Regions from separate parts of the Mus musculus genome. Here all the other regions are linked to region 7. A link is a contact called in public ChIA-PET, HiChIP or PLAC-seq and promoter capture Hi-C data. All regions are on one chromosome and are shown on one strand. The core of a region is the stretch at or near the end of the contact, and the rest is flanking DNA. Distances in the headings are between cores, read along the strand shown.

The links. Promoter capture Hi-C pulls out the DNA fragments that hold promoters and counts their contacts. ChIA-PET counts read pairs in DNA pulled down with a chosen protein or histone mark. HiChIP or PLAC-seq counts read pairs in DNA pulled down with a chosen protein or histone mark.
Region 1: a contact with region 7 is called in an RNA polymerase II ChIA-PET map of memory CD8 T cells, with 84 read pairs. The contact joins the enhancer-like site here to the promoter of U2af1 in region 7. A contact is called at or near these places in 5 of 39 promoter capture datasets (cranial neural crest, frontonasal cranial neural crest, macrophages and 2 more), 1 of 484 Hi-C or Micro-C datasets (bone marrow-derived macrophages), 13 of 115 datasets of contacts at active chromatin or transcription factors (CD8 T cells, effector CD8 T cells, embryonic stem cells and 5 more) and 4 of 9 other capture datasets (adipose tissue, liver, macrophages and 1 more).
Region 2: a promoter capture Hi-C map of embryonic stem cells shows a contact between it and region 7, with 3 times the contacts expected there. The contact joins the enhancer-like site here to the promoter of U2af1 in region 7. A contact is called at or near these places in 11 of 39 promoter capture datasets (the 3T3-L1 cell line, HPC-7-derived erythroid cells, cranial neural crest and 5 more), 4 of 15 datasets of contacts at CTCF or cohesin (embryonic stem cells, large pre-B cells, pro-B cells and 1 more), 97 of 484 Hi-C or Micro-C datasets (the AML12 cell line, B cells, the BV-2 cell line and 48 more), 20 of 115 datasets of contacts at active chromatin or transcription factors (T-cell acute lymphoblastic leukemia, acute myeloid leukemia, astrocytes and 8 more) and 4 of 9 other capture datasets (adipose tissue, embryonic stem cells, liver and 1 more).
Region 3: an HNF4G HiChIP or PLAC-seq map of pancreatic cancer cells shows a contact between it and region 7. The contact joins the promoter of Slc37a1 here to the promoter of U2af1 in region 7. A contact is called at or near these places in 4 of 39 promoter capture datasets (cranial neural crest, hematopoietic stem and progenitor cells, macrophages and 1 more), 1 of 484 Hi-C or Micro-C datasets (CD4 T cells), 6 of 115 datasets of contacts at active chromatin or transcription factors (acute myeloid leukemia, effector CD8 T cells, embryonic stem cells and 2 more) and 3 of 9 other capture datasets (adipose tissue, liver and pancreatic islet).
Region 4: a contact with region 7 is called in a FOXA1 HiChIP or PLAC-seq map of pancreatic cancer cells. The contact joins the enhancer-like site here to the promoter of U2af1 in region 7. A contact is called at or near these places in 1 of 39 promoter capture datasets (cranial neural crest), 5 of 484 Hi-C or Micro-C datasets (cerebellar granule neurons, cerebellum, myocytes and 1 more) and 1 of 115 datasets of contacts at active chromatin or transcription factors (pancreatic cancer cells).
Region 5: an H3K4me3 HiChIP or PLAC-seq map of bone marrow-derived macrophages shows a contact between it and region 7, with 4 times the contacts expected there. The contact joins the enhancer-like site here to the promoter of U2af1 in region 7. A contact is called at or near these places in 4 of 39 promoter capture datasets (cranial neural crest, frontonasal cranial neural crest, maxillary cranial neural crest and 1 more), 5 of 115 datasets of contacts at active chromatin or transcription factors (bone marrow-derived macrophages, embryonic stem cells, large pre-B cells and 2 more) and 1 of 9 other capture datasets (macrophages).
Region 6: a contact with region 7 is called in an H3K4me3 HiChIP or PLAC-seq map of bone marrow-derived macrophages, with 8 times the contacts expected there. The contact joins the promoter of Notch3 here to the promoter of U2af1 in region 7. A contact is called at or near these places in 2 of 39 promoter capture datasets (the 3T3-L1 cell line and embryonic stem cells), 4 of 115 datasets of contacts at active chromatin or transcription factors (bone marrow-derived macrophages, embryonic forebrain, extraembryonic endoderm stem cells and 1 more) and 1 of 9 other capture datasets (adipose tissue).

What each region holds. Positions count from the first base shown.
Region 1 is chr17:32,052,403-32,055,317 of GRCm38.p6, reverse strand. Rrp1b (ribosomal RNA processing 1 homolog B (S. cerevisiae)) reads right to left here. Exons shown (of 16, transcript NM_028244.2): 9 at 2,491-2,579; 10 at 1,364-1,461; 11 at 194-213. Among named protein-coding and RNA genes, the nearest start is that of Rrp1b, 18 kb to the right of the region's middle. Within about 2 kb of position 1,442, at least 55 of the 459 cell types and tissues checked have an H3K27ac peak or open chromatin away from gene starts, as enhancers often do. A contact at or near this core is called in CD8 T cells, effector CD8 T cells, memory CD8 T cells and 1 more, where this site is marked.
Region 2 is chr17:31,324,568-31,327,375 of GRCm38.p6, reverse strand. Slc37a1 (solute carrier family 37 (glycerol-3-phosphate transporter), member 1) reads right to left here. Exons shown (of 20, transcript NM_001242427.1): 9 at 1,673-1,710. Among named protein-coding and RNA genes, the nearest start is that of Slc37a1, 30 kb to the right of the region's middle. Within about 2 kb of position 1,360, at least 75 of the 459 cell types and tissues checked have an H3K27ac peak or open chromatin away from gene starts, as enhancers often do. A contact at or near this core is called in the C2C12 cell line, CD8 T cells, T-cell acute lymphoblastic leukemia and 12 more, where this site is marked.
Region 3 is chr17:31,294,950-31,297,847 of GRCm38.p6, reverse strand. Slc37a1 (solute carrier family 37 (glycerol-3-phosphate transporter), member 1) reads right to left here and starts at 1,624. Exons shown (of 20, transcript NM_001242427.1): 1 at 933-1,624.
Region 4 is chr17:31,263,372-31,266,139 of GRCm38.p6, reverse strand. It overlaps Rsph1 (radial spoke head 1 homolog (Chlamydomonas)), which reads left to right. Exons shown (of 9, transcript NM_025290.4): 5 at 191-326. Among named protein-coding and RNA genes, the nearest start is that of Rsph1, 13 kb to the left of the region's middle. Within about 2 kb of position 1,504, at least 59 of the 459 cell types and tissues checked have an H3K27ac peak or open chromatin away from gene starts, as enhancers often do.
Region 5 is chr17:31,993,049-31,995,798 of GRCm38.p6, reverse strand. The region is part of intron 6 of Hsf2bp (heat shock transcription factor 2 binding protein); the gene reads left to right. Among named protein-coding and RNA genes, the nearest start is that of Hsf2bp, 40 kb to the left of the region's middle. Within about 2 kb of position 1,453, at least 82 of the 459 cell types and tissues checked have an H3K27ac peak or open chromatin away from gene starts, as enhancers often do. A contact at or near this core is called in bone marrow-derived macrophages, macrophages and pancreatic cancer cells, where this site is marked.
Region 6 is chr17:32,165,278-32,168,287 of GRCm38.p6, reverse strand. Notch3 (notch 3) reads left to right here and starts at 1,398. Exons shown (of 33, transcript NM_008716.3): 1 at 1,398-1,612. The coding sequence starts at 1,495.
Region 7 is chr17:31,657,350-31,660,049 of GRCm38.p6, reverse strand. U2af1 (U2 small nuclear ribonucleoprotein auxiliary factor (U2AF) 1) reads left to right here and starts at 1,296. Exons shown (of 8, transcript NM_024187.4): 1 at 1,296-1,397. The coding sequence starts at 1,354.

The DNA of each region.
Region 1 (2,915 bases), core at 193-2,692, 400 kb before region 7:
ACACACTGCAGGCACCGGATGGATGGAAAGTATGTGCAAAGGGTCTTGCATGGAGGCATTTCCCAGGGTACTTGCTTAGGTGAACGCAATGAGGGTGGCCACCCACGGATTAATTTCCCTATGACCCGAAGTCTTGGATTTGGCCGGGCTGCCCTTGGTGGGGTGTGTACTGGGTGAGAACAACTCTTCTTACCTTCACAGAGGTCCTGGAACCTGTAAAAAAACAAAAAACAAAAAAGCACATGGAAGTTCAGAGTTCACAGCTCAGGTTTTGAACATAAAACGGGAATCCGGATACTCAGTGCTCACTCTCTCCTCCACAGGGAGGCTAGGGGACAGCCCCACCTAGGGATGCGGTGAGTCAGGAAGGAAGAAGCCTAGGACAAAGGTGCTTTCCATTCCACCAGCTCTGCATAGGACACAGTGGCACACAATACCAAGAGATCCCATGTCTGTCTCGCTTGTTTCTGAAGGCAGACAACTTAACGCTCTGCTATGTTCAGGGGAGGTTTGCCCACTAGGGTTCTCTTTATGCATCAGACCAAATAACCAAAGCTGAGGCTATGAGGGATGTACATAGGGCTGGGATGGGTCGCTGGGGCAGGCAGGTCAGCCCTAGTACCCACACTGAAGCCCCTGGCATGCCTTTGGAGGTCCAGCTATAAAGCACGAGAACTTATGGATGCCATCTACTGGGGAATTCTTTAAGAGCCATTTTTGGTGTGTCCACACATTTGCAGGTGAGCACACGTGCATGTAGAGTCAGAGGTTGATACCAGGTATCTTCCTCAGCCACTCTCCCCTGGGTCTCTCATTTGAACTCAGAATTTATCAATTTGGCTAGTCTAGTTATCTTGCTCTAGGAGTCCCATCTCTGCCTCCCAACCAAGTGAGCTGCCTTGATGCCTGGAACTTCATGGGTGCTGGGATTAGACATGAGACTCCACACCTGCCAGCCACTTCCATTCGTACTGAGGATCTAAACTCTAACCTTCATTCTTTATTCATTGGGTCGAGTCCCTACCTCCTTTCTAAAGGCATTCATAATATTAAAGGATCGAGCTCAGATCAGTTACTGCCATGTGGTTATGAATAAAGTGATAAAAGATAAAGAAAAAGGCAGCGGGGGCTGGAAAGATGGCTCAGAAGTTCCAGAGGACCTGAGTTTGGTTCCTGGTACCCACACTGGATGCCTCACAACTGCCTGTAACTCTAGTTCCAGAGCACCACTTTGTTCGGGCCGCTGCAAGAGCACACATACACAGACACACACTGACACATCTAACAGTAAATACATCTTTAAGAGAAGGAAAGAAACGTGGGAGAGTGCTGGTGTGGCCACAGGATCTCACTTGCTACTTACTTTCTGACTAGTCTGCAGAGTCGCTTCCTGTTGAAAGGCGGGGTGCTTTTTGAGTTGGCTATTTCCAGGAGTCGATCAGCAACAGCCTTATAGTCAAACTACCACAAAGAGACAGGAAACCCAAGCAGTGGTGAGACAGCCTGGCCTGTCTGAGAGTCACCTTCTAGCTGCTGTTGGGAGCAGTCTTCTCCAAACTGGGCTCTCATGCACAGAGAAGAACTGCCTGAGGAGCCTGCTTGTATGCTCATCCTGGGGTCTCAATCTCTATAACTGTCTTTACGTTTTCAAAGCACAATTGTGTACGCATGTGTGGAGTGGCACAGACCTTTAATCCCAGCAGTTGGGGAATAGAGGTAGGTGGATCTTTGTGAGTTCAAGGCCAGCCTGGTTTACATGGCAGTTATTGAGTAGCCAGGGCTACATAAAGGAAAGACCCGGTAACCAACCAACCAACCAACCAACCAACCAACCAACCAACCAACCAAAACTCAAAACTAGAAGCCTGGCATGGTGGTGCACTGGTGTATTCCCAGTACTCGGAGGGGCAGAAGGACCGCTGTGAGCCCCACTCCACCTAGACTATATACAGCAAGATCTGCTTAAAAACAACCCCACCCCCCAAGGCCCCCATAAAGGCTGGTGCTGTTACATGCAGAAGAACAGGCAACAGTGCTTACAAAATGAGGTTCGGGATCTTTCAAAACCCACTTAACTGTTCATTGATTATTTTTGATAGGATCTTTCTGCATAGCCCAGGCGTGTCTGAACTCAGAGACCTGTCAACCTCTGCCTCCCGAATGCTGGGATTGAGTGTGTGTACCACCATGCTTGGCTTCATTTTGTTTTTGTTTTTTTGAAATAGGAGTGTACTAGGTAACCCAGGCTGTTCTTGAACTTGAGACCCTCCTATGTGCTGAGGATCCATGTGAACAACACCACACCAGCCTAAAACCCTTTCAACTGTGTCTCCAACAAGCTCATTCTAAGAATGGTGACATTAATTACAGAAGGGATTATAAAGGACTTTACAATTTAAGCCTTATGGCTTAATGAGCTCTGACTCTAATTCTCTAGCCAAGCCATCCCAGGTCAACCCACATTCTATTAAAAGCAAAAGCTGCTCCCACCTGGAGAGGTGACCCTGAATCTTTCAAGGCTGCACAGATGTCTCTTTCTCTGCTGCCAATGACTCCGTCTCTGAGGCATTCGTCTAGTGCTGCCAAAACACATCCAAAGACAAAGACACAGTCTTGACATTCAAGAATGGATGTGGCTCAGTCCCTCCAGGCTCTGGGTTCAATCCCCATTACCAGGGAGAACACCAGTGACTGCTGCCTGGGGAGATACTTGAAACTGGTCTCCTAAAAATCCTGGTCTTTATTTTATATGCGAAGCTCCAGGTTTTGCCCCTAGGACCAACCCCATACTGAACAACCCTACCCCCACAAAAGGACTCAAGCCTGCAGGAAGGAAGCTGTGTGCTGGAGGGGAGCCAAGGGAACAAGTGCTCCTGACTGCACGGCAGTTCTCACAGGCACAGGCCAAACGTCTC
Region 2 (2,808 bases), core at 111-2,610, 330 kb after region 7:
TTCTCTGAATCGCTTCTTTAGTTCAGCCAAATGGCTTCAACAGAGCTTAATTTCTCCTACTGCCTAATAATATTTCACCACAGAATGTATCACACTGAATGCATCTGTTTATCAACTGGCAGTTGTCTATTTTGCTCCATTTTTGGGATGCTATAACCCTATGGGTAACCTGTGTGCCCAAGTCTTTCGTGATTGTGATTCTCTTGGTGTGTTTCTGGGAGTGGGGCTGTGGGGTCAGATGTAACTGTTCATTCCACGAGGCTGCATCCCTTTCCATACGCCCTAGGGAGGCGGGAGTTCTGATCCCTCCACATTCACACTAACCCTCATGACAGCCACCCTGTGGATTTGACCAAGTCGCCTGATGCCTGCTCACACCGAGTGGTGAGACACACGTACTTCTTGCCCACAGCCCACCCGTGTGTCTTCTTAGAAGAAATATCTGCTGTGGTCCTCTGACCCTGCTTGTCCTTGGCTGTCTAAGTAATGAGTTAGTATTCTAGATGCAGGTCTCTGCCCAGACACAATTTGTAAATATTTCTCGCCCCACCCCTCCCCCATTCAGATGGTCCCATTTGAAACACTAAAGCCTTGAATTCTGATGAGGCCTAATAGACATGGTTTTTCTCTTCAGCTCAGCTACGCCAGGGCTGGGTACCCCCATGACTTCCTGTGTTGAAGCTGAACCCCACTGTGAAACATTAAGAGGGTGGAGATAGCAACAGTTCTGTTTATGATTCCGGCTCAGCATGCCATCGAGCCCTCAGGGCAGCTGAGCTCTGTGAGACCCTGGTGACTCACTCAGAGACTTGAAAAGGAGAAAATTAATAAAGATATGCTTAGACCTTTTGGCCAAGATCACGTATAGCATCGGGCAGACTCAGCCCTACCTCACATACGTGCCAGCAGGAGAGGCAGGAGCTTGTGCCTAGCCTGGTCCCCTGTATGTCTGGAGCTAGCAATGAGGAAGAAGCCACTTCTAGAATTCGCTGCTGCAGGATGTGGCCACAGAGGTTTTCTTGTCTGCAAGTGAGTATCCTGGTTCTATTGTGTTTAGAGCTACCCCACCCCACCCCCCAAACCCCAGTGACTCACGGAGGCCTCAGATCACAATGAAATCACCACCAGCTCTGTGAACTTGGACTCTGAAATCATCATGGCTTTGAGAACACTTTCAAATACCACCATGGCTACATTTCTAGAATATAGTAGCCTTCTTTGCTTATTTTTGTTTTTCGTTAATAAAGTGTCAGAATGTTCTCCACCCCCCACCCCCCCCACACACACATACATACACCCAGGACCCCTGGGCTGTTAAGCCTCAACAGGAAGAGGCTCTGGTGCCCCCTGCTGTACAATTTGGGCACTGTCCCTAGAGCAAGGGTCTCCTTGATATGCCTAACGCTTGCTTGACAGGGCAGAGGGAAAACAGGTAGAGGGGGTTTTATGGGAGCCACTGAGGGATGTCAGGCCAGGCTGTGGTGACATGTTTCAGGTAGCCTCTGTAGGGAGAGCGGAGGACTTAGAAGCAGGAAGGGCTCAGTGGGTTGCAATGGCTGAGATAGACTCTTGTCATGCGTGAGGCTGTGGCCAGCCTTTCCTTGCTGGCAGTGTGGGCTGTAAAGAGGAGCAGGCTGTACTGGGAGGTAACAGGAAACACAGGAGCTCTTACCGTGGGGAGGGTGGAGGAGCACTTGACGTCCTTAGGGTCTGAAAGAGCAAACAGGAGATGGGTAACTAAATACCGCCACCCACAGCCAATGAACTGGAGCCCTCAGCAGCGCTTAGGGTGCTGCTGGCAATGGACCCGATCTTCGCCCGGTGTTCCTGCTAAATAAGTTTTAGGGCCTCTTCCCACAGTGGTAACAGAAGAGGGAACTACAAGAGCATCCGGGTATGTTTCATTACTGTCGTTTTTTATTGGCTGTATGTCCTTGAATGCATGAAACAAGGTCCACTGGAAGAGGATAGGACTCTTATCTGGTGCTCCACTAAACTAAACAGAGCTTAAGGAAGGAAGACAGCCCAGGCCAAGGGGCCATCGAGGGAGGGGACGGCATAGCCCACCTCCCCTCCCATTCTTCCACAGAGTGGGGATGGGCGTGTGGCAGCCCGAGGGTATGAATAGGAGTTTGATAGTGGGATAAGTCAGCTTGAGCCCAGGACACGGTGGACCCTTGGACCGGTTAGACAGACACAGAAACACGAGAAAGGCACCCAAGCACTCTCAGAACAGAATCTGTAACTTTGTAAGGGACAATGAATTTCTAAGAAACGAAAGCGAGCGGAGATCAGACGCCTTCCGGGAGGAAAATGGAGCACTGGCATCGCTGCAACAAAGTGATGTCATGAAAAGGCCTTCCCTGTCCCTTCTGTCACCTGATGCTTATCTTTTCGTTGACCTTCTGGGCCTTGGGTGGTCACTCAGCTCCCCTAACAAACAGCAGCTTGTCCCTGAACCCTGGGAACTTGGGTGTATGTGGGAGAAGAGCCCTGGGGCCTGGCATGGTATCAGGGAGGCAGGCAGCCTTCCACATGGGGCAGTCTCTGCCTGCCACCCAGGAAAAGGCCCCAGGTATGACAGATGAAGAACAGGAGGGAAGAACATCTTAACCCCGGGGGAGGGGAGAGAGCAGGGCCAAGCTCAGATCGGCATGTGAGAGATGGGTGACCTGAGCATGGGAGGGACAGTACAGAGCTTTGGGGACACTGTCCTGCACAGCAAGGCCCAGCTGAGCGAGCACCAGGCCCTGGAGAGAGTCTTGCAGAGCTCAGGGAGGAAGATGAAGGGACTACTAGGGCACCATG
Region 3 (2,898 bases), core at 375-2,874, 360 kb after region 7:
GAAGGGGAGCACGTGGCTCTGCTGACAGGCCTTGGCATCTAGCCCAAGGAAAGTAGTTAAAGTAGTTTTTAAATGTCACCTCTTAGAAACTCCCAGTGAATTTCAGCCCATTAGAGAAAAGGACAGGAAGGCAGTGTGATCATTGGACAGGGAAAGGAGAGCAATTAGGAGTTTTTCCATGGTGAGGCAGCACCCGACCAGGCTCAGGAGCACACAGAGAGCCCAGCCAAGCAAGAGTTGAGGGACGGACAGACACACCCACGATCCTCCCAGCTACCGGGCTCTGAGCTACCCAGAACCCATCAACCCTTCAAGGAGACTCAGGAGTGGGTGGGAGTTAGCAAAAGCAAGAGCAATGCCCCAAGGGGGGTTTTCCAGTCTTTAGCACACAGGCAACATCAAGGCAGCCTAAGGCAACCTGTCAAAATGATGGCACTTTATAAAAGGGCAAACCTGGGAACCAAACTCCCTCCAAAAGCTTCAAGAGTTTTGTTTTAAACCAAGACAAACACTAACTCCTCTAATCGAGCCCTTTCTAAGCGTTTAAAGGCTCCATTGGCCGTGGGAGATAAACAGAAACTGTTATTTTCACTTGTCCTGAGCTTAAATACAAGGAGTCAGAATTCTATCCACCATAGCTCTTAGCCCACTCACAGCAAACAACGCACCCCGGGTGTTCTCCACCGAACCAGACCTGTAACAATACTCCCAGGAACTCAGGGTGCAAACAGGACCCCCAAAAGAGGGAATTCTGTGTAAAGCCGAATAATATATTTACCAACTCGCCCAACTTCACGCAATTTAAGTTCCAGGGCGAGAAGGCAGGTAGGGAGGCAGGCAGGTGCAGAGAGCTCTAAAGACCAGGAAAAAGCACCTTAAGAATTTAAACCAAGAGCAAGGGGAGGGTCTTCCGTTCAAATGCAAATCTTTACCTGCGGGCCACCAAGATCCTTGGGTGGACCCTAAGTGCGCGGAGCTGGGGGACTTTTCCGGTGGTTTAAACCCTTTATTACCGCCCAGACGGTGGCTGTCACTGCGTTGGCCACAGAGCCCGGGCTCCGGGAAGCAGTTCTTTTAGCAAACAAACAACCGGAGCCCAGGGTGCTGGCTGAGAGCTTTCCCAAGGGCTTTGCGAGCCGGCTCCTCCTCCCAGGTCCTACAGCCGCTTGGCCGGGTGGTGAAGGCTACAGGCACGCCCACGTCCCCTACGAGCGGCAGCAGACAAAGCGCTGGGTCTCCGGCAGGCGTCTTCTCACAGCTGTCACTCGCGGCCTGGGGCCGGGAGGGGACCCAGCATCACAGCTAGGCGACCCCAGCCCCCGGGTCTCAGGGAACCTTTTGCTTCCACTTTCCCCGGGAATTCAACGTCACCAGCACCGGATCGCCCCCGCACTGTCTCTCAAGGCCACTCTAGGAGCCCTTACTTCAAAGACGTCCCACTCTAGGAAAAGCGCTTGGTTTGTCCCCGGCTCTCCAGCCACACAGCAGAGGGAGACAAACGGCGGAGAGGCCGAAGCGGGGCCCACGGCAGGTGCGTGGCGGCTGGCAGGTGAGCGCCGCTGGGGAGGGTCCTCCGTTGTCCCCGCGCCTACCTGCGCTCCGCAGCCCGCGTCGCGTGCTTCCTGCCGTCGACTTCCTGGAGCGGCCGCCCTTTCACTTTCCCGGCCCTGTGAACGCCGACCCTGTGCGGCTCCTCCCTCTCCCGCGCGCCCCCTGACCCCGGCCCCGCGCGCGCCCAAGGGATGCTCAGATCGCACACAGCCCGGAGATGCTCAGCTGGAGCATCCTCTAGCTGTTCCTGGGTCCCCACACCTGCCTGTCATGCTCTCCTAGGCCCCGCAGGACGCCGGGCTCTTACTGGCATGGTGCCCAGCAGCCAAACGCTAGCTCCTAGGGGACCTCACCACCACCAGGCTTTTGTCCCCGAGGCGGACCTTACTAATGCCAGCGACATAGACAAGTTCCGAGGTAAAGATTTGCTCCCTCGGAGTCCTGGACTGAGGATGGCCTCTCTCGGCCTACCACATCAAGTGTCAAGAGTCAAGAGCATCCGGTATGCTACAAATGGAGCTGGCACACGCCTGGTACCGCACCTGTGTCAGTGTGATAAATGGCTTGCATGGTTAAGTCCTGAAGGCCAGCCACCCCGGTCATGAGAAGTGCCCTGGCACACAGCTTCCTGGTCAATTCCGGATAATTATCTTTCAAACCCCACACCTCCTGCCAAGAATTGATCCTGGAAAGTCCGGGAAGGGCCTGATTACTTTTCTAAAGGGCATCTGCCTCACGCCTCCACGTGTCGGCCTGGCCTGGCATCCAAAGCCAGTCCTGCCGCTCAGCCCCCTGCCGCAGATCAGCACCTGCCTGGAACAGCAAAACCAGGCAGGAAAACAACTTCCTAGGAACACCCACTGGGTAAAACCGTGCCTAAACCAAAACCAACCCGATGCATGAACAGAGAGAGCCAGGGCGAGGGTGAGGAGTGTTTGGCGGGGGTAACTAGCGCCCTCTTCAGACTGGTTGGTGTACAGGCGGCCCACAGCTTCACTCTCCTCCCCACAGCCCACCCGCGCCACAAGCGCGAACGCAGTCTGCTGAATTGGGGAAGGCCCAGCCATACTTCTATCTACAGGCTTTTGAGAAGTGTTCTGTACCCTACAAGCAAAGTTGACTTCCTGTTTGAGCCACCTGCACCCACATCTCATATAGAAGTGGCCGGGGAACTCTGGCCACTCTACCCTGTTCCTTTGGCTAGATGTTTCCCACCCCACCCCCCTTTTTTTCCTCCCTAACTCTCCATTCCTTGTAGGCAGCAACTCAAGTGGACGCTTACATCTACTCTAGGCGCCTCCTCCCCATGTCACTAGTTCTCAGGCCTGCCATCACCAAGCTTGCTCA
Region 4 (2,768 bases), core at 255-2,754, 390 kb after region 7:
GTAGTTTGTGTGCTGGCAGTTGGCTTGTGCGCGTTAGATGATGCTGGCCCCATGCTTCTCTTAATGTCCCATGTGTGGGGTGGCATGCCAAGCCTTCGAGTGGAAACACCTCTCCTTAGCTCCCTGTCTGTCTTAGGGTCAGTTCTCCACCCTGGACAGTGACCAAGTGGCCCTGTCTTGTCTTCACCAGGCACGGGCAAGGCACCTACCTCTACGCAGAGACCGGCAGTAAGTATGTCGGTACCTGGGTGCACGGACAGCAGGAGGGTGCTGCCGAGCTCATCCACCTAAACCACAGGTACCAGGGCAAGTTCATGAACAAAAATGTGAGTCAGTGCGCCGTGTGCCAACACTAAACACCCAGAGGAGTCCTCCATTCCCAGCAGATGAGGCAGGCTGCTCCACTCCAGGCTGTCCTGATGCCCACGGAACACAGAGTGGGGTGGGGGTGGGGGGAGGCAGACCTCTGGGCCCATTTCCTTGGGCTTCAGAAATGCTTTGTGCCTCTGTTAAGACCAGTGCCCTTGGTACCAGAGCATCTTCCACTGGCTAGGTGTGCTTTCTGCCCTCTGGTAAATCATGTTGAATAGGAGGGAGACTCTAGGGCTCCCCCTCATGCCTGAGGCCAGCCTGCCTCTCCTGGTTGGGGAGGGCTCTATGCACCCTGAATCTGGAAACCTCCACATTTTGACCTACTGTTCCTGTTTGGTGGGCTCTGCTTTGGTTGCTGTTTTGTGCAGAGGGGAAAGTCAGTAACTGTGAGCCTTCTACCCAGGCATTCGCAGGAGCTTTGGGCTGGGCTGGAGGAAGACTCCCTAAAAGAGAGAGTTTGCTGAGTGCACTGGCATAGAAGCCGGTGTGGGGTGTGGCTAGCTACATTCAAGGGGAAGCTCTGGGTCATTTGCATGTTTGTAACTTGAGGCTCAACTGCTGGAGTAATCAGTAGGCTCGCCCTGAGGCTTGGCTCTACCAGTTAAGTAAAAAAGCTTCCGGCCATACAATCCAGGCAAGAACAAACAAATTATAAAGCGTCTTGTGTTAAGATGCTTTGTGCCTCTGTTAAGACCAGTGCCCTTGGTACCAGAGCATCTTCCACTGGCTAGGTGTGCTTTCTGCCCTCTGGTAAATCATGTTGAATAGGAGGGAGACTCCAGGGCTCCCCCTCATGCCTGAGGCCAGCCTGCCTCTCCTGGTTGGCTCCCCCTCCCTCCCGTGGCTACCCTTCTCTCGCCCCTCCCTCAGGCCCTCTGAACACCACTTGCACACACATGCACACGTGTGCACACATGTGCATACTTACACATCAGCTTATGAAGAATCAGTTTGGCGTGTTCACGAGGTACCAAGACACAAAGAGACATCTGCTATCCTCTCACACGTCTGACCATGTGGAATAAAATGCAGAGGAAACCCCCCCCCCACGCCCTTCCCTGGTCTAAACAGAGCTCCTGCCCTGGCTTAGTGGTTCATTCAGTTCTACATCACAAGCCAGCCATCTGCCCTAAAAAACCGAATCCCCCCTAGCTGATTTTCCAGGTGCAGGGTGAGGGCATCCCCTCTGCTCTGACCCTTGCAGGGCAAGGAACTTTGAATGGGCCTAATCCACATTTGGTTCGTGTTTCTGCTTTTGTTGGCTCCCCTGTTAATCACTGCCCCCTCCACTCACCTCACCTGGAAACAATGGCCGATTTACAGACAGGTGGTACCCACCTCCAGAATGAAAGACAATAAGACTTTTTACTTAAGTTCGTTGTTGCTTTGTCTTCTGATAAATGCATTTACATAGGCTAGAGTCCTGGTTACTTTCCTGTTGTGGTGTGTTAAACACCATGACCAAATGCAACCTGGGAAGGAAAGGGTTTATTTCCTTTTAAAAGGCCGAAGTCCGCCTTTGAGGGAAATCAGCTCAGGCACTGAAGCAGGGCAGGAGCTTGAAACAGAGACCCTGGAGGAACACTTTACTGTCTTGTTCTCAGGCCAGGCCTTTCTTATACAGCTCTAGCCCAACTGCCTAGGGATAGTTCTGCCCACAGTGGATTCCGACCAGTCTTACATCTACTAACAGTTAAGAGCACAGCCCATGGTTCAATCTGATGAAGCAGGCACTTCTTAGGTTGAGGCTCCTTCATCACAGGTGTGTTGTCATCTGTGTGGATGAGACATCACAGCTAGATAATGGGGCAGCGGAGTGTAAAGGGCTGACACTTTGAAACACCAAAAACACCGCCCATTGTCTTGAAAGGCTGCATCAATTTGCCCCCTCACCAACAACAGAGCCTGAGTCTTCATTGCTTTCCTCCTCCCCCGAATCTCCTGCAGTCTTGTCTCCCACCCCCCAAACTGTGTTTCCATGGTTACGGGTGGGGTCAGGCATCTTTCACCCCCTTAGCACTAGTGTTTCTTTCTTTTCTTTTTTCTCTTTCTTTCTTTCTTTCTTTTTTTTTTTTTTTTTTTAGACAGGGTTTCTCTGTATAGCCCTGGGTGTCCTGGAACTCACTAGACCAGGTTGGCCTCAAACTCAGAAATCCACCTGCCTCTGCCTCTGCCTCCTAAGTGCAGGGATTAAAGGTGTGCACCACCACTGCTTGGCTAGTTAGTGTTTCTTTCTCAGATATTTTCCCTCATCCCTGTCCTTGCTGGCAAGCCATTAAAACAGGATGAGGCAGGATGGAGATGGAAGGTAGGCCAGAAGGAGATGAAGTTGTTGAACGTCTCACTAGGACATCCCTGAAGACTAATGAAGAAGTGAGGGGCAATAACAAACTGAG
Region 5 (2,750 bases), core at 204-2,703, 340 kb before region 7:
GAAAAAAACCACAAAACAACAACAACAAAAAACCCCAAAAAACAAAAATGGAGTTGGTTGGGCTTTACAACTCCTAGTTAGTTATGTAGCTTATTATTTTTTTTAAAGATTTATTTATTTATTATATGTAAGTACACTGTAGCTGTCTTCAGACACTCCAGAAGAGGGATGGTTGTGAGCCACCATGTGGTTGCTGGGATTTGAACTCCGGACCTTTGGAAGAGCAGTCGGGTGCTCTTACCTATTGAGCCATCTCACCAGCCCTATGTAGCTTATTTTAATGGAGATATTTTTCATACCTGGGAGGAGAAGGTTATTTTTTAAATTATGAGCATGTGAATATGTGCACTTGAGTGTGGGTGGAGTCCATGTGGATGAGATGGCCCCAAGTGGTGCTGGGGACTGAGCTCCTCCTCTGGAGAGCAGCAGGTTCTCCTAACTGCTGTGGGGTCTCTCTGGACTGGAGACACTGTTTTTATTTTTCCAGATAGTGCTTGGAGTTTTAAAACTTAGTTTAAAAAATGATTTTAAGTCAGTCTGAAACAGGAGGATGAAATCCTGGCTATGTTGTCAAGATCCTGTTTCAAAGTGATTAAAAATTGTTTTAAACGTAATTGCGTGGTGGGTCAGAGAATCTGTGTACTGTGAGAGCCTGTTGCTGTGCACTGGCTGCTTTGTAGTTCTGCTGATAAACTCTTTAATGCAGTATATGTTTAAAAACTGTAGTTACATTTAGTGTTTGTGTTGTACATGTGTGTGTATGTGCCATAGTGTGCAAGTGAGGGTCAGATGTCAGAGGATAACTTCTGGGAGTTCATTCTCTCCTTCCATAGTGTGGGTCCCTAGGACTGAACTCAGGTCATCAGATTTGTCAGCCAGTGCCTTTATCTGTTGCGCCGTTACGCATTCTTCCTGCCATGTATCTTTGAGGAGCAATTCTAGGTGCCTGCCACAGTAGAGTGTTTGGTCCCGCAATCGTCATCCTCAGTGTTCCTCTCTGTCAGCATTTGCATGGTGTGTCTTCTGTTCCTTTATTCGCATCCTTTGTGTGAACTTTCGTTTTAGGGGTGTTGTATGCTTATGATGTTAAACCCATCTAGCAATCTGCCTTTTGGCAAGATAATCCTGCCCACTAACATTTCCAGCTCTTGAAATCCTTGGTTTTATTCCTTTCATTTTGTCTCATTTTTATTTGGATTATTTGATATCTTCCCCTTTTCTTTTCTTGTTTCTTCACGCTGCTTCTCGGATGCCTTTCTTCTCTGCGTTTACTTTCCTCCTTAGGGTATTAAAAGTTGACCTCTACTCAGTGACTGGCTTTCCTTTAGAGCATGCTTGGATATATTTGGTATCTGTTTGAAAGTAATGAGTACTTTCCTCTTCTGAACAGTAGAAGGACCTCAGAATGATTTAGTTCTTACCTCTCAGGCCACATGTGTTTGGAGACTGTGTCCCTGCTTTGTTGGAAACATATTAGTCACAGTGTTAGTCATTGTTATTACTGCCTTTCCCCACAGTGTTTCCTTCTCTGTTTGCATTTCTGTACCATGGTTCCCTTTCCTGTTTCTTGTTGTAGCTCAGAACTTTCTTCTGAGGTCCTTTTCCTTTCTTTCCTTTCCTTTCCTTTCCTTTCCTTTCCTTTCCTTTCCTTTCCTTTCCTTTCTTTTCCTTTTCTTTTCCTTTTTCTCTCTCTCTCTTTTTTGTTGTTTGTTTTTTGTTTTGAAGTTTTTCTTTCAAGTTTTTATAGTTAAGGTTTGTTTTGGGGACAATTCTCTTGAGATTTCTTTTTGTATTATTTACTGGAAATATTTTTTGATGGGTTTTTAATTCTGAGGTTACAGTGATTTTTTTTCAGTTCCCTTGAAAAGCACACATTGCCTGCCCTCTGGCAACTATCTTTAAAAAAAAAAAACCTTTGTGCATAATGTGCATGTACGGTGTGTGTGCTGTGCATGTTCATGTGTATGGACATAGGTAAGCATATTATAATATGTAGAGGCCTCAAGGGTTATTCTTTGTCTTCACCTGGTTTGAGACAGGGTGTCTTTTTTTCTTTCTGTTGTGTGTGAGACTGGCCCATGCTTTTAGAGATTCTGTTGTGTCTGCCTCTCACCTCCCTGTAGGAGTGATGGAATTACAGACTTACTGTTGCACAGGGAGTCCACAACAGATCAAAGTGCAGATACCATCAAAGTCCAACTTGAAGAACCAATGAGTTTTATTGAGAGCACTTACAGGAATATGGGTTACTTATAGGAGCAGAAATGACTCAAAGGCGGTTGTATCACCAGAGCCACTCCACCAGGTGTGACAATACACTGCACAGCCTGCAGGCACTCAACAGGAGGGAGAGTGTCCTTTCCAGGCTGTTCAGTTGGGCAGAGCCTCTTCCAGGCAGCTCAGCCACTTTTTATTTCTTCTAGATGGATTGGCTGTTGTTGCTTCTTTCAGGAGACTGGGCTGGTTTCAGAGTCATCTTTGCAGCTTATCTTGTCTGAGAGTGACTCTCAGCACCCGGGATGTTCATGTACTCTTGGGGAAGAAAGGGGCCTGGTGAATCTGGTCAGTTCTGGGGACTTGCTGAAGCTCTTTTGAATTATTTGCTTCCTGTCTTAATAGGCTTCGCCGTGGGACAGAGTGTTGTACCCAGTACCCCCCAAATATCCTGTCTTTTCGCCTCCTTGTAAACATCATGTTCTAGAATATCCTGTTGTCTCCCTTTCCCTTTATATCCTATACCTTCCTTTAAA
Region 6 (3,010 bases), core at 149-2,648, 510 kb before region 7:
TCTGCATATGCAGGTACTCACACTAGTGCACACACACACACACACACACACACACACACACACACACACACACACAGAGAAACACACACACACAAATAAATCTTTAAAAAGTGTATCCGTGACTGTCCTGGAATTTGCTAGGTAGACCAGGCTGGCTTTGAATTCACAGATCTATCTGCCTTTGCCTCTGGAGACCGTGTGAACCATGACATCTTCCCCAATTAACAAAAATACACTTATTTATTATGTAGCCAGTTGGGGGGGGGGGCGCGGCAGGGAGGGGAGATGGGCCCTCTACAATGTAGAGATCAGAGGACAACTTGTGGAAGTTGTTCTCTCCTCCCACTACAGGAGTGTCTGTGTATGCCCTTCCAGGATTATATGGGTCCTCTGTTTCAGTCCTTTGGTCTCCTAGTGATGGAGATGTTCAAGAACGGCACCCTTCACCCGACTCCTGAGATTTCCCCTGAATGCACCTCTAGAGCTTCCATTCTCACTTCACACAGAGGGAGTGTTCAGAGCCTTTGCAGGTCTCCTGGATGTAAAACTCAGTGAATGGCAACGAAATGATAGGCCTCATGGTAAAACCATGTAGAGTGTGGGATGTGCTAGGAGCTGGTGTGGATTTTTTTTACAAAGTATTTTATCTTATTTCTTGCGCACATAAGCGTGTGTGTGTGTGTGTGTGTGTGTGTGTGTGCGCGCGCGTGCGTGCAAGCATTCGAGCACAGTGTGTGTAGGAGTGCATGTGTATCACGGGGTACATGTGGCAGTCAGAAGACAATGTATGTGTTGGTTTTTTTATTTTAGCATGGGAGGCCCAGGAATTGAACTCGGGTGTCTGTGATTGGCAGCAAGCACCTTTCCCTCTTCGGTAGACCTTTGTGATCTTCACATTGTAGGAGAGCTGCACACAGGTACATGAGACTCATATCCACGAAACCCCTGGCCAGATTGTAAATGCTGCCCGCCCGGGTTTGTGGCGCAGTTGGAGCCTGAGTTTTGAGGTGATTGATGTTTAGTGTCCCCATGAAACTTCTATATGGTTTGCATGGGTGCGGCTACTTTTGTTCATTGGCCTCTCTACACCCAGGTTTAGAGGGTTTGGAGTCAGGGGTGTTTGCGTTTGTGTCATGACTGTGTGTGTGAGCCCTGGCTTTGGTTGTGTGCTGGAGGATAAGGATGGATGTGCTCACGAGCTGGATACCTGTCACGTCACGCAGGTTAAGCCCGCATCTCTTGTGGCAGACCTGAGTGTACCGAGGTCTGCAAGTCCCAGGCTTGGCGGGTAGAAGGGTCGGACCCCAGGAGGCCGGGCAGGGGGCGGGGGCGCTCAGAGCCGGCCCCGGGGCGGGGCGAGCCGCCCAGGCCTGGGGGCGGGGCAGCCCGACAGCCTCACTTCGGCGAAGTTGGCGGCGCGGAGGCTGGCCCGGGACGTGCCCGGAGCCCTGGGAAAGAGGGAGGAGGGAGGAGGGAGGGTCGTGGCCGGCCGCCATGGGGCTGGGGGCCCGGGGCCGCCGCCGCCGTCGTCGCCTGATGGCCTTGCCACCGCCACCACCGCCCATGCGGGCGCTGCCCCTGCTGCTGCTGCTAGCGGGGCTGGGGGCTGCAGGTGAGGGATCAGGGACTCGGAGGGTGGGACTGGGGTTGCAGGGGCGGGGAAGCAAAAAAAAAAAAGTATATATATATATATATATATTCTCCTAAGTTTGGAATTTAGAGGACCTGCCCCCCCAGGATTAAAGCCGGGGCAGAGATGCAGCAGCTGGGGGTGTGTATCAGTCATGGGGTTCGCACAGATTCATGATGGGAAGGCAGGATCCTAGAGGCCCAAGGAATCGAGACCCTTGAATGAATCAAGAGTCCAAGAGTAGGAGCTGGAGTTGTGGGAATCTGGGGCTGAAATTCGGAAGCGAGGTGTACCAAAAGTTTCAGGCTCACCCCATCCTACTTCTGCCTGGAGTCCTGGGAAGGTTAGGATGGGGGCTCAAGGACCCCCCAAGGCCTAGGACCCCTTGCACAAAAGCGCCTCCCCTATCCCGGGCGGGCCGTGAAGGGGGGGGGGGGACAAGGAGGGGGCGCGGAGTTCTCGGAGCTCTGAACTCGGAGAAAACGTCTCATGTTGGAGAGCTGCAAGACCCGGCGCTGGAGCGCGAGAAGCAGGAGCTGGAGCCCTTGCGAAGCCCGCGCCCCCTCCCCCGCGTGCCGCCCGATCCCTCTTCAGGCCGCCGGGATCCCGTAGTCTCGGGACCCCGTCTCTGTGCCGGGAGGAGAAGGGGCGAGGTCCACGTGCTCATCTCCAGCTTCTGGGCCCCCATCCCTGTGGCCGCAGCCCCTCCCCAGCATGCCTGGGCCCCCCTCCCCTCTTCCTCCACTCTGAGCTCCCCTCCCCCGCTCGGGACAATGGCTTCGCCGTCTAGACACCCCCTCCCCCCGGCCGGCCTCACGCTTTCTTTGCCAGACAAAGCGGGACCCACGAAGGGCCAGAGCGGGGACTGAGGGGGCGCCCCCACCCCTGCCCCGGGAGGCCTGATCAGCGGGGGAGGGGCATAGGCAGTTGGCTGTGGCCAGGGGTTCTAGGGCTCCTATGGTGGGACTCAGTGCTGGGCCGGGTGAGAGTTGCATAGAGAGTGGCTTAGCCTCTAGGCTCTACTAGGCAGGACTGGGCAGGAGCCACCGCCCCCGCGGGGCCAGTGCAGACTCATGGCCTGTCACACATAGAAAGGGAAAAAAATGCATGTGCACAGGTTTAGTACAGCCATAGATGCACACTTGGCACACACAAGACACACCTATGTGTTTGCTGCTCACATGTTGATGTGCATTCAGGCATAGGTCACCCAAGACCTGCTAGGCATTCATGTTCAAGGTCACATTTATAGCTGCCAATCCATGACCCAGACAAGCACACCAGTGGCCACACAGCTGTATGCTTGAATACTGCTGTTCATATAGATGGATGCACAGTGCATGCAGCTCGTGTGCACATGGTGTACAAGGCTATGCTGTT
Region 7 (2,700 bases), core at 47-2,546:
AAAGAAACAAAACAAAAAGTGGAAAGATGCCTGTATACTTAGAGCCTTGGGAGCCATAGAAGGCCACCAACAGGAATAGATGTCACCAGGTCTGTATTCTTTTAAACTCTCTGTCATGTCAGCTGGAGCAATATTATACCAGCTGTATTAGTTACTTGTAGTTGAGGGAGAGAGAGCCCAGTGATACAATGCATGGCGAAGTATGAAGTGGTTATCCCTGCCCTCACAGACATACCCAGAAGCCTCTTCTCCATAACTCAGAAAAGTGGATTTAAACATTACACCAACCAAGGCTCGGGATGTCATTCAGTTGATAGAGTGCTTGCTTAACATACAGCATCATATAAACCTATTTGGTAGTACACACTGGTAACCCTAGCACTCAGGATGGTAAGAGATTCAGAAGGATCAGAAGTTCAAGGTCATCTGTAGCTGTACATAGTAGCTATGTAGCCTGATGCATACACAAGACCATCCCATGGAGAAACAAAAAACAAAACACGCTCAATAAAACAAACATCGTAGCAGCCTGTGTCTATATATGTGTCACAGGGCTTATTCTTCTAATGTCTCCAAATAAGAGATAAATAGATGTGACAGGGGAAGATGAATGGGTGAGGCATGGATAGTTGGGTAGCTTAATTAGTGAGGGGTGAATGGGCGTGTGGGAAGAAAGAAGGATGAACAAACTAATGGTCTGGTGGACCTGATCGGGTCATTCATCCTGGTTCCAGTAACCAGGTTAACTAGTGAGAGCCTGTGAGGAGACCCCAGCTTCCCACAACCCTCTTCCACGGTTCGTCCTCGGATGGAAGTGGCTCTATAGCCAGAGAGAGCAGATAAAGTCATCCAACCAAGATGACCCCGCAGCCTGGGTCTCTGCCTGAGATAACGGAGATTAGGCTCTGCCTGGAAATTTGGTGACTTGAAGGTGAGCCTTGTGACTGTGAGGATGCTGTGGTTTAAGGCCCTCCAGGAGGCCGGACAGAGCCCCTTATCTACAGCTGCACTGGTGGGAGGCCTGGGACAGGAGGGCCAGCAAGGGGAGAGGGCGCGGTCCCAGCGGCGGGAGCGGGAAACAGCGGTGCTGAGCACGCGCGGAGCGGCTGTCCACAGCCTAAGCCGCAAGCAATGCGCGGGACCCGCCCGGGCGCCAAGGAGTGCGCAGGCGCCAGGGTAGGGGCGGAGCCTCCTCATGCTCTTCGTCCCGCCCCCGCGCTGGCAGCACCTTTCCCAATTGGACAGAGTCGCTACGACGGGTGGGGAGAGCGTCGTCGCGTCGGGTGACGTCTCCGGAGGGACGTCGGCGTAGTCGGCAGCGTCGGCTGCCGTGCCTGAGTCGTCCGCTCGAAAATGGCGGAATACTTGGCCTCCATCTTCGGCACCGAAAAAGACAAGTGAGTAGGGCCGGCCTGCCGGGACTTGGGCTGGGGAGGCGACGGGCAGCGGGTGCCGGTCGAGGCAAGCGGCGGTGACGTCCAGGCGTGGCGGCTGGCTCGGGCCTGGAGACCTCGCGCGGCTCGGCGCCGCCGCCTCGTGGGCCGGGCGGCGGGACTGGCGGGCGGCTCGGGCTGGGCCTCGGCGCCTCGAGCTCCACCGCGGGCGCTCCATGCCGGGTTCTACGCGGGGCCCTGCCCCACGCCGCGCTCCCACTGCTGCCCGGGGCTTCTGTGGCGAAGTAACACGTTTCTTGCAACTTTAGGCTTTGAGTTATCGTGTCGGAAGTGCTGTGGCCCCGTCCTCTCTAGCATTCAGTGCTGGGGCCGACCTTTGGGAGCGGTTTCGACCGAATAAACCTCCTGCCTGCCTAAGCGTTGGCGGACCCGCCTTTCTTTTTAAATTAAGGTTTGCATTTCCGTAGCCAACTGTTAGGGTAAGAGGAAAAGGAATAGCAATATTCCCGCCTGTGGTCGTGTGCTGCGAGGCACATACTCATTTCCGCGTGTCGGCTGAAATTTAGGTTAAGGGGAATGTCTTCGGACACTTTCAAGGATAATTCCTACTTTGAAAACCTAAGGATTTAAGTATCTGGCTTAATCTGCTTCCAGTAAGTAGTCACCATCTTTATGTTTCTGAATCTTGTACAAGGTTTATGCAGATGTCAGTCACGGTGGTAAGCGTTTGCAATAGATAACGTTTTTGGTGCCACATTCTCACTCTTAAAATGTTCTGTTTTCCAGGATGGAGGCTGTCCGATCAGGCACCTTTATACAGTCTTCAGTGTTTGAAAGAGGGGATGTTTCTAAAAGTCTCATGCCTGAATCGGCAGTCACTCAAGAGACATTTAATTGGATGTTAGGTCTAGACCAGTCTTGGAGAATCAGCTGGAATAAAGTCTGGGTTCTCAGGAAGTCATGGAGGAAGGTTGTGCCTTGTGTTAAGGATGACTAAAATACATTAAAGGGACTAGAGAGATGACTCAGTGGTTCAGAGTGTGAACTGCTCTTGAAGAGGCCAGTAGTGTGGTTCCCTGAATCCCCTTTATTGCAATCTGATGTCCTACAACCACCTGTAGTGCCAGATCTTGGGAGATCCATTGCCTCTGGCCGCCACGGGCACCCCTCCCCCTCCCCATATATGTAATTTAAAGTAAAGCCGTTAAAGTACTTTTAAATCAACACTCAAAAGCCAGGTGTGGTGGTACATTTAGTACCAGCACTCTGGAGGCAGAGGTAGGTAGGTGGATCTCTGAGTTCCAGC